2 separate regions of the Sus scrofa genome follow, and region 2 is linked to region 1. A link is a contact called in public HiChIP or PLAC-seq data. All regions are on one chromosome and are shown on one strand. The core of a region is the stretch at or near the end of the contact, and the rest is flanking DNA. Distances in the headings are between cores, read along the strand shown.

What was found. HiChIP or PLAC-seq counts read pairs in DNA pulled down with a chosen protein or histone mark.
Region 2: a contact with region 1 is called in an H3K27ac HiChIP or PLAC-seq map of alveolar macrophages. The contact joins the promoter of CASC4 here to the promoter of CTDSPL2 in region 1. A contact is called at or near these places in 2 of 5 promoter capture datasets (fetal liver and liver), 7 of 47 Hi-C or Micro-C datasets (alveolar macrophages, heart right ventricle, liver and 1 more) and 2 of 2 datasets of contacts at active chromatin or transcription factors (alveolar macrophages and skeletal muscle).

The regions. Positions count from the first base shown.
Region 1 is chr1:127,124,047-127,127,297 of Sscrofa11.1, reverse strand. It overlaps CTDSPL2 (CTD small phosphatase-like protein 2), which reads left to right and starts at 1,551. Exons shown (of 13, transcript XM_021096524.1): 1 at 1,551-2,078.
Region 2 is chr1:127,237,008-127,240,258 of Sscrofa11.1, reverse strand. It overlaps CASC4 (protein CASC4), which reads left to right and starts at 1,771. Exons shown (of 10, transcript XM_021096541.1): 1 at 1,771-2,421. The coding sequence starts at 2,095.

The DNA of each region.
Region 1 (3,251 bases), core at 302-2,801:
TACAGTTATATAGCTTTTTCAGATTGACTTCTTTCACTTAATAATATACATTTAAGATTCCTCCATGTCCTTTCATGGCTTGATAGCTCATTTATTTTTAGCTGAATAATATTCCATTGTATGGATGTACCACAGTTTATCTACACCTACTGAAGGACACTTTGGTTGCTCTGAATTTTGGCAATTATGAATAAAGCTGCTATAAACACTTGTGTAGACGTAAGTTTTCAACTCCTTGTAGTAATCATTTAATAATTATTTCAGTAATCGGGGGTAATTATTTAATATGCTTTTGCTTTCCATGATACACACTGGACAATCAGTAGTTATCTTCTGATTTTCAATTAGTTTTTCTGAAATCTATTATTTTGTGAACTATTTCCAGTTTTACATACTGTATACTACTGCCTCTCAAGAAATGTTGTATTCAGAGCATTCTTGTACCAGGAAGATTTAGGACTCAAGTGAATTCTGAGTTCTCACAAGATCTGTAGTATATAAGGCTTTCAGAAGACAACTCATCTGCTCCACACTTTGAAACATCAACAACCAGATTCACAAGGTTCTGTCCTTACCTCAGCCTCATCTCTTTCCACCATCCCAAGAACAGAACAACTTCCCCAAATGCTCAACGCAATCTCCTCTTTGGACTTTTCCATCTCGTTTTTCCTTGTCTAGACACTCTTCCTTTGTAACATCAACTCTTCCTTTGTAACATCAACTCTTCCTTTGTAACATCAACTCTTCCTATCTCACTTACATGTCATTTCATTAAAACGTTTCCAGACCTCCTCACTGGTACCCTTCCTTGCGCTTTTTCAATGCGTGTGAAGAACCCCTTCTTGTAATCATTTTATCACACGGTATTTAAATTGTTTTTTTGCCTTCTTCAACAATTTGCAGACTCTGGGAAGTCAGTATTTCCGTCTGCCTTGTTCACTGTTACATTCCTCTCATCTAGTATGGTCCTCAGACATTGTGGTTTTTCAATAAATATTTCTTGATTGGATAACGAGAGTGGCCTGGAGTTTTAATAGATAATGCTCTCCCAATCACCATGCTTGCTTTTCTGTCATTCCACTAGCACTGGACGCTCGGGACTGATTCATTTTCACCGCGTGAGGTTGGCTGTCCTTTGACCCAGGCCTGCAGGTATGAATTCCTTCGTTTTTACGATCTAACTTAGCACAACCACAGCCAACACGCGTGGCGTAGGTTTATACAACCCACAGCAACTGCTGTGCCTTCTAGGCAGTGAGCTGGAAAAAGGCTCTTCAGGTGCCACCGGGACGCCAGGACAGACCAAGAATTCGCCTTAACCTGGCCTCGGGCATTGCTCTCTACACACCACCTCCTCCTCCAGCGCGCCAAGCCGTTAAGTACCACCCCTTCTCACTCGGCTCCACCCACCTGGCGCACCCGGGTTACTAAACCCTAGCAGCCAGGTTGCGCTCAGCGTTCGTAAGCCCCGCCTCCAGGGCTAGGGCGCGCACCCCCTCCCCGCTCTGCCTAAGCAGTTCCGTTAGCAGTGGGAGGAAAAACCGTCTTTCGGGTCCCCGCCTCTCCACTCCCAACGCTTTATTCCCTACTCCCCCTGCGACCACTCCACAACCAGCTACGGAGGCCCCTAAAGTACAAACATCCCCCAGGCACTGGCGTAGCCTGCTAGATTTTTTCCTTGTTACTCCACTTGGTACCAAGGTCCTTTGTTCAGTTTTTGTCAGGAATTCGGGATCGCGAGTTTCTTCCGCCGGCGGGAACTCTAACGCTCTTCACGGAAGTAAAGTTGTTTTTTTGGCTCCCCCCGCCCGCTACGCCGTGGCTGCCTGCATTCCTTCCCTCCCACCTCTCGGAATTGTGGCGGGAGGGGGAGGAGGAAGTCAAGGCGCCTGCGCGGAGAGGCCGCTTTCCATCCGGGTCCCTGTCCGTGCGGTGCAGCAGGTCGGTAGGCGGGAAATGGCGACTGGCTGAAGGAGCTGGTTCTGTTGCTGCTGCGGGCTAAGGGGGAAAGACACCGCACATTGCGCAGTCGGGACCATCGCCGGAGCCTGAGGACACTTCTCTGTCGTCACAGTTAGGTAATTCCCCTCGTCCAGACGCTGCCGCGGCTTCCAACCTTAGTCCTCCTCCTCTTCCCAGGGCCGTCTGCCGGGATCTCCTCCCCTTCTCAACCTGGTTCTCCAGCGGCTCCGGCGCCTTAGTAGGCAGGCACTGTTGGCGCCTCGTACGTCCGCTGTGTGGAGCCTCTCTTCTCTGGACTTTCCCCTGGGAACAGAAAGAGAGCTCACTTCCCGCCAGCTTCAGCTCTCAGGCTGCGGCCTGTGTTGTGATTTCTGGGGTTAGATTTCACTTTCCTACCCACCCCCACCCCGATCTCACGTCCCTAGTTCCAAACCTTGTGGTCCCTCCGGGTAATTGGGTTAGATCAGCTTTTCTAACCCTGACCCACCTGATGTTTTGGGTATTTCTTTTTTTCTAGTAAGGTGTTTTTAGGGGGGCGTTGCTCTCTCTTAGTTTTTATAAGCACCTTTTAAGGATCTGGAAGAAAAGATTTCACTGAGTTCTGTTTGTCTTTTGTGCTGTTAAAATATTGAGTTGACATTGTTACTTTTTCAATCAAGAGTGCTGGTAAAGAACAGCTCATGTGGAAGGCCTCTGGTTTCTATAGTGGTCGATTAAGGGTGAATCTCATCGTCCGTAGTATTCTACGCTTTCTTTGGGTGTTAAATGCCTGTATGGGTGCTTACTTTTGCATTCTTGACTATAATTCCGGGGTAAATATATTGCATAAGTAAATTGTGTTTATTTACTTCTCACCCTAGCGGTAGCTGGATGTTTGAATGATGGTAAGCCCTTAAGAGTACCTTAGGGAAACCTACAGAGACACTGCCCGTAAACTGCACTAAGATTCTGAAATGACATGTACTTAGTAGATGTTCCTCCAAGGCAGGGATTTATCTCTCTAATGCTAATAAAGCAGTAATACCAAGATTATTGCCCAACGTAGATATACAAATTGGTAGCTTAAAAGATACTTAGCTTCGTAATTTTCAGATTGTAGATTTCTTTATATACAGTCTCCTCATTCTTTGCCAAGTTTTAAATTTTCGTTTGTTGTTCACCTGTTATCCTTATAAAAGCAAGGACATGGCTTGTTAAAGCTACTTTTATTTTTTCTTCTCTTCCACATTGCAGACCAGTTGTCCATAAAGAGAGGTAATAAGGAGGCTGTTGGTGTTTTGCAGAACTTG
Region 2 (3,251 bases), core at 522-3,021, 110 kb before region 1:
GTATTGAACCCGCAACCTCATTCCTAGTCAGGTTCGTTAACCACTGAACCACGATGGGAACTCCAACCCCGTCATTTATTAGATGTATGATTTTGAGCAAGTTACTTCCATATCTGGAAAATGGAATAATAGTACTAAGTAGATAGTTCTTTAAGCGTCTGATGAAAAAATATATGTGAATGTTTTGTAAATAATATATTTTGCATGCCAGAATTCCATAAAAAACGCTTTAGGAAAGAGTAACATCTTAAGCAGTTAACATCATTTTATAGGTTAATTTTTAACTGCTGGCTAAGCAAAGCAAGGCCAACTTCCTTATGAAGTTGAGGAAAGAACAGGTGGATCCATTACAGTCAGGGTTTTCCCATTTTTGCCTTGCTCCTTTTTGCCAAAGTCTGCTTGTCTTTTGAGACTTGAGATTTCTTAGATCTTATGCCAGAGCAAAGGGCTCAAGTTTGATGTGAAGTAAATATTAATAATGTTGGTGGTGTTTTTCTGTATCTCTGAGAGAGAAATCATCATTCTTTGAAGGTGCAATAATTCTTCCAGGCTACCCTAGGACTATTAGGCAAGTAACTTTATTTTTGAAATGGACGGGAATACTAATTATTCAAAGATGACAAATCTTCCTGCCTCAACATCATACCACTCTGATTCAAATGAAAATACCAAAGTTTTTGTGTTTGGGGGGTTTTATGCTTATGGAAGTTCTTGATCCTGAGGTCTGAAAAATAAAGGGACTCCATTTTCTCCTTAAACAGGATAGCATCAATAACTTTTAAAACTTTTATGCAAGAAATATGCAAAAGAGGTTACTTTTTCTGCATCACTGTAATTAATGGCGAACATATAGCAGCAGTCAGCCTGGTGTAATGCAAACAGCAATGATGTTAGAGACCAGTGACCAGACTCAAGACTGGTTTTGTCTCAAACAAGATATGGCACTTTGAGAAAGTTTCTGGTATATTTTTGTGTGTTGGATTCCTCATCTGTAAAACTGTGTTGTTGAGAGATAAAGAGATTAAGCATGCAAAAACAATTTGTAAGACAGCTATCACATCAACTCCAAAACGTGCTTGCTGTCAGTATCAGCGTTAAGTTATCATTCATTGTGGGCAGCTTTTGGACTTTCTACTTGGAAGCCCAGCTCCAGGCAAAAGCAGCAGTGAGTTTAAGAACAGGGGCTCACACAATTCTGGAATTCTTTCCCTTGGTGGAGGCAGTAACCTTGGAAAGCGGGCTGGAACCACCCTCTTTTAGTCCTAAAGCTTAGTTTCTCTGGCTTTTCTCCTTAATGTTCGGGGCACCGCTATTTTATGGCATTTTTTTTTTTAGTTGTTATTTTTTCCTCCACATTGTTAGCACAAGCGAGAAAATCTACTGAAGCAAGTACAAAATCTTTCCAGTCGCCCTTTCTGCCCGCAGCTCACCTATGTGTTCCCTACATAGCGGTCGCTGCCTCAGATGTCCTCAAAAACAAAAAACTCTCACGAGGGACAGAGCAGGATAGGCATTCCTAGACCCCGGGGCAAGGGAATTGAGCAGGTAAAAGCTGAAGGGGATCCGATTCAGGTACACGAGCTAACCCAAGTCGCCAAAATAAATACAACACTCTTCCTGACAGGGATAACCCTCGCGAGATAAGACTGCGAAGATCGAGAGCAGCCCACTTTCTCGCGAGAAGAGGGGGTGTTGGCGGAAACTAGGAAATGGCCCCCTTGGCGACCCGGACTCAGACAATGGGCGGGGCCCGAGTTAAATCCACCCCCTTCCGGCTCTTTTCCCCGCCTCCTAACCCTGAGGTGTTGGACCTCGGGTGCCAGCGGCTTGCTTCTCCGGTTCCGCCCAGCTGTTGCAGAATCTAATTCAAAGCCTCGGGAAAGCGCGTCGGCCGGATTTGAGGAGAGGGGGCGGGGAGGGTCCAGCGGCTTGCGGCCCCGCCCCCTTCTCCGGCTTACAGGCGGACGATTCCGCCCGCCTCCTCCTTCAGCTGGCCCTGGGGCTGCGTCCCCCAGGCAACTCGGCAGCCGCGGCCTGAGCTTCTGCCTGCAGGTGTTGGCGCTGAGGCTCCCGGGCACAGCCTGCTTCGGCTCCATGGTCGGTTTCGGGGCCAACCGGCGGGCGGGCCGCCTGCCCTCCTTCGTGTTGGTGGTCCTGCTGGTCGTGATCGCTGTCCTCGCCTTCAACTACTGGAGCATCTCCTCCCGCCACGTCCTGCTTCAGGAGGAAGTGGCCGAGCTGCAGGGCCAGGTCCAGCGCACAGAGGTAGCCCGCGGGCGCCTGGAGAAGCGCAATTCGGACCTCCTGCTCTTGGTGGACTCGCACAAGAAACAGATTGACCAGAAAGAGGCCGACTACGGCCGCCTCAGCAGCCGGCTGCAGGCCAGGGAGGGCCTCGGGAAAAGATGCGAGGATGACAAGGTAAGGACCAGTCCTCTCCCCTCAATTCCCATATATATATTTTTTTCAGCTTCGTGGTGGGGTTGTTTAGCCTGATCCCGGTTGCCTTATGCCTTCCAGAATTGCAGCCTCGGAGGCTACCCTTACCGCTAACAACCCTATTTCTGTTAGACCTTAGCCAGTTTATCACCACCACATTTTCCGGTCCCTTCCAGACGAAACTAGCTCTAAGTTCTGGTTCTCAAGAGTGGCCTGTGTGTGGATGCCGCCTTTTCTCCAAGCTCAGCTGCTGAGCTGGCAGTTGTAAACATTTGGCCTATGTGGCCGGCCGCCTTACGTTTACAGATGGACAGATCTGGAGAATGCTAGGTTTGGTGTATTATTGCCTTATCTTTTATTCCGTGCACACCGATCATTATCAATTTCTTTATTTAAAGAATGGGGCCTCCTCTAACTACTTATTATTACTTAAATATATGGTCACCATATATTTTTCGACTATCTCTATAGGGCTCTGTATTAAGCAGTTAAAGATCAGCTATTACTGCCTTTTTTTGTGACGATAATGTTCTGATGGATGGGTTCTGGAACCATATATGAGCCATACTTGTGACTTGGACATATTTAATCAAAAATTATCTACACAATTTGAATTCTTAATGAATTAGCCAAAAAGATAGAATCTAAAAATATGTTCTAAGCCAACAGTCTTATGTCATTTTCCTCACTGATATTGAAAGGAAATAAAAAAATGAAATTTTGTATGCTTAAGTAGCTATTAGGGTTGGTGTTTTACTGGGTGGACAGCCATACAAAGTTTAAATTTAAAAAGTTTAGAGCTAGACTGGAAC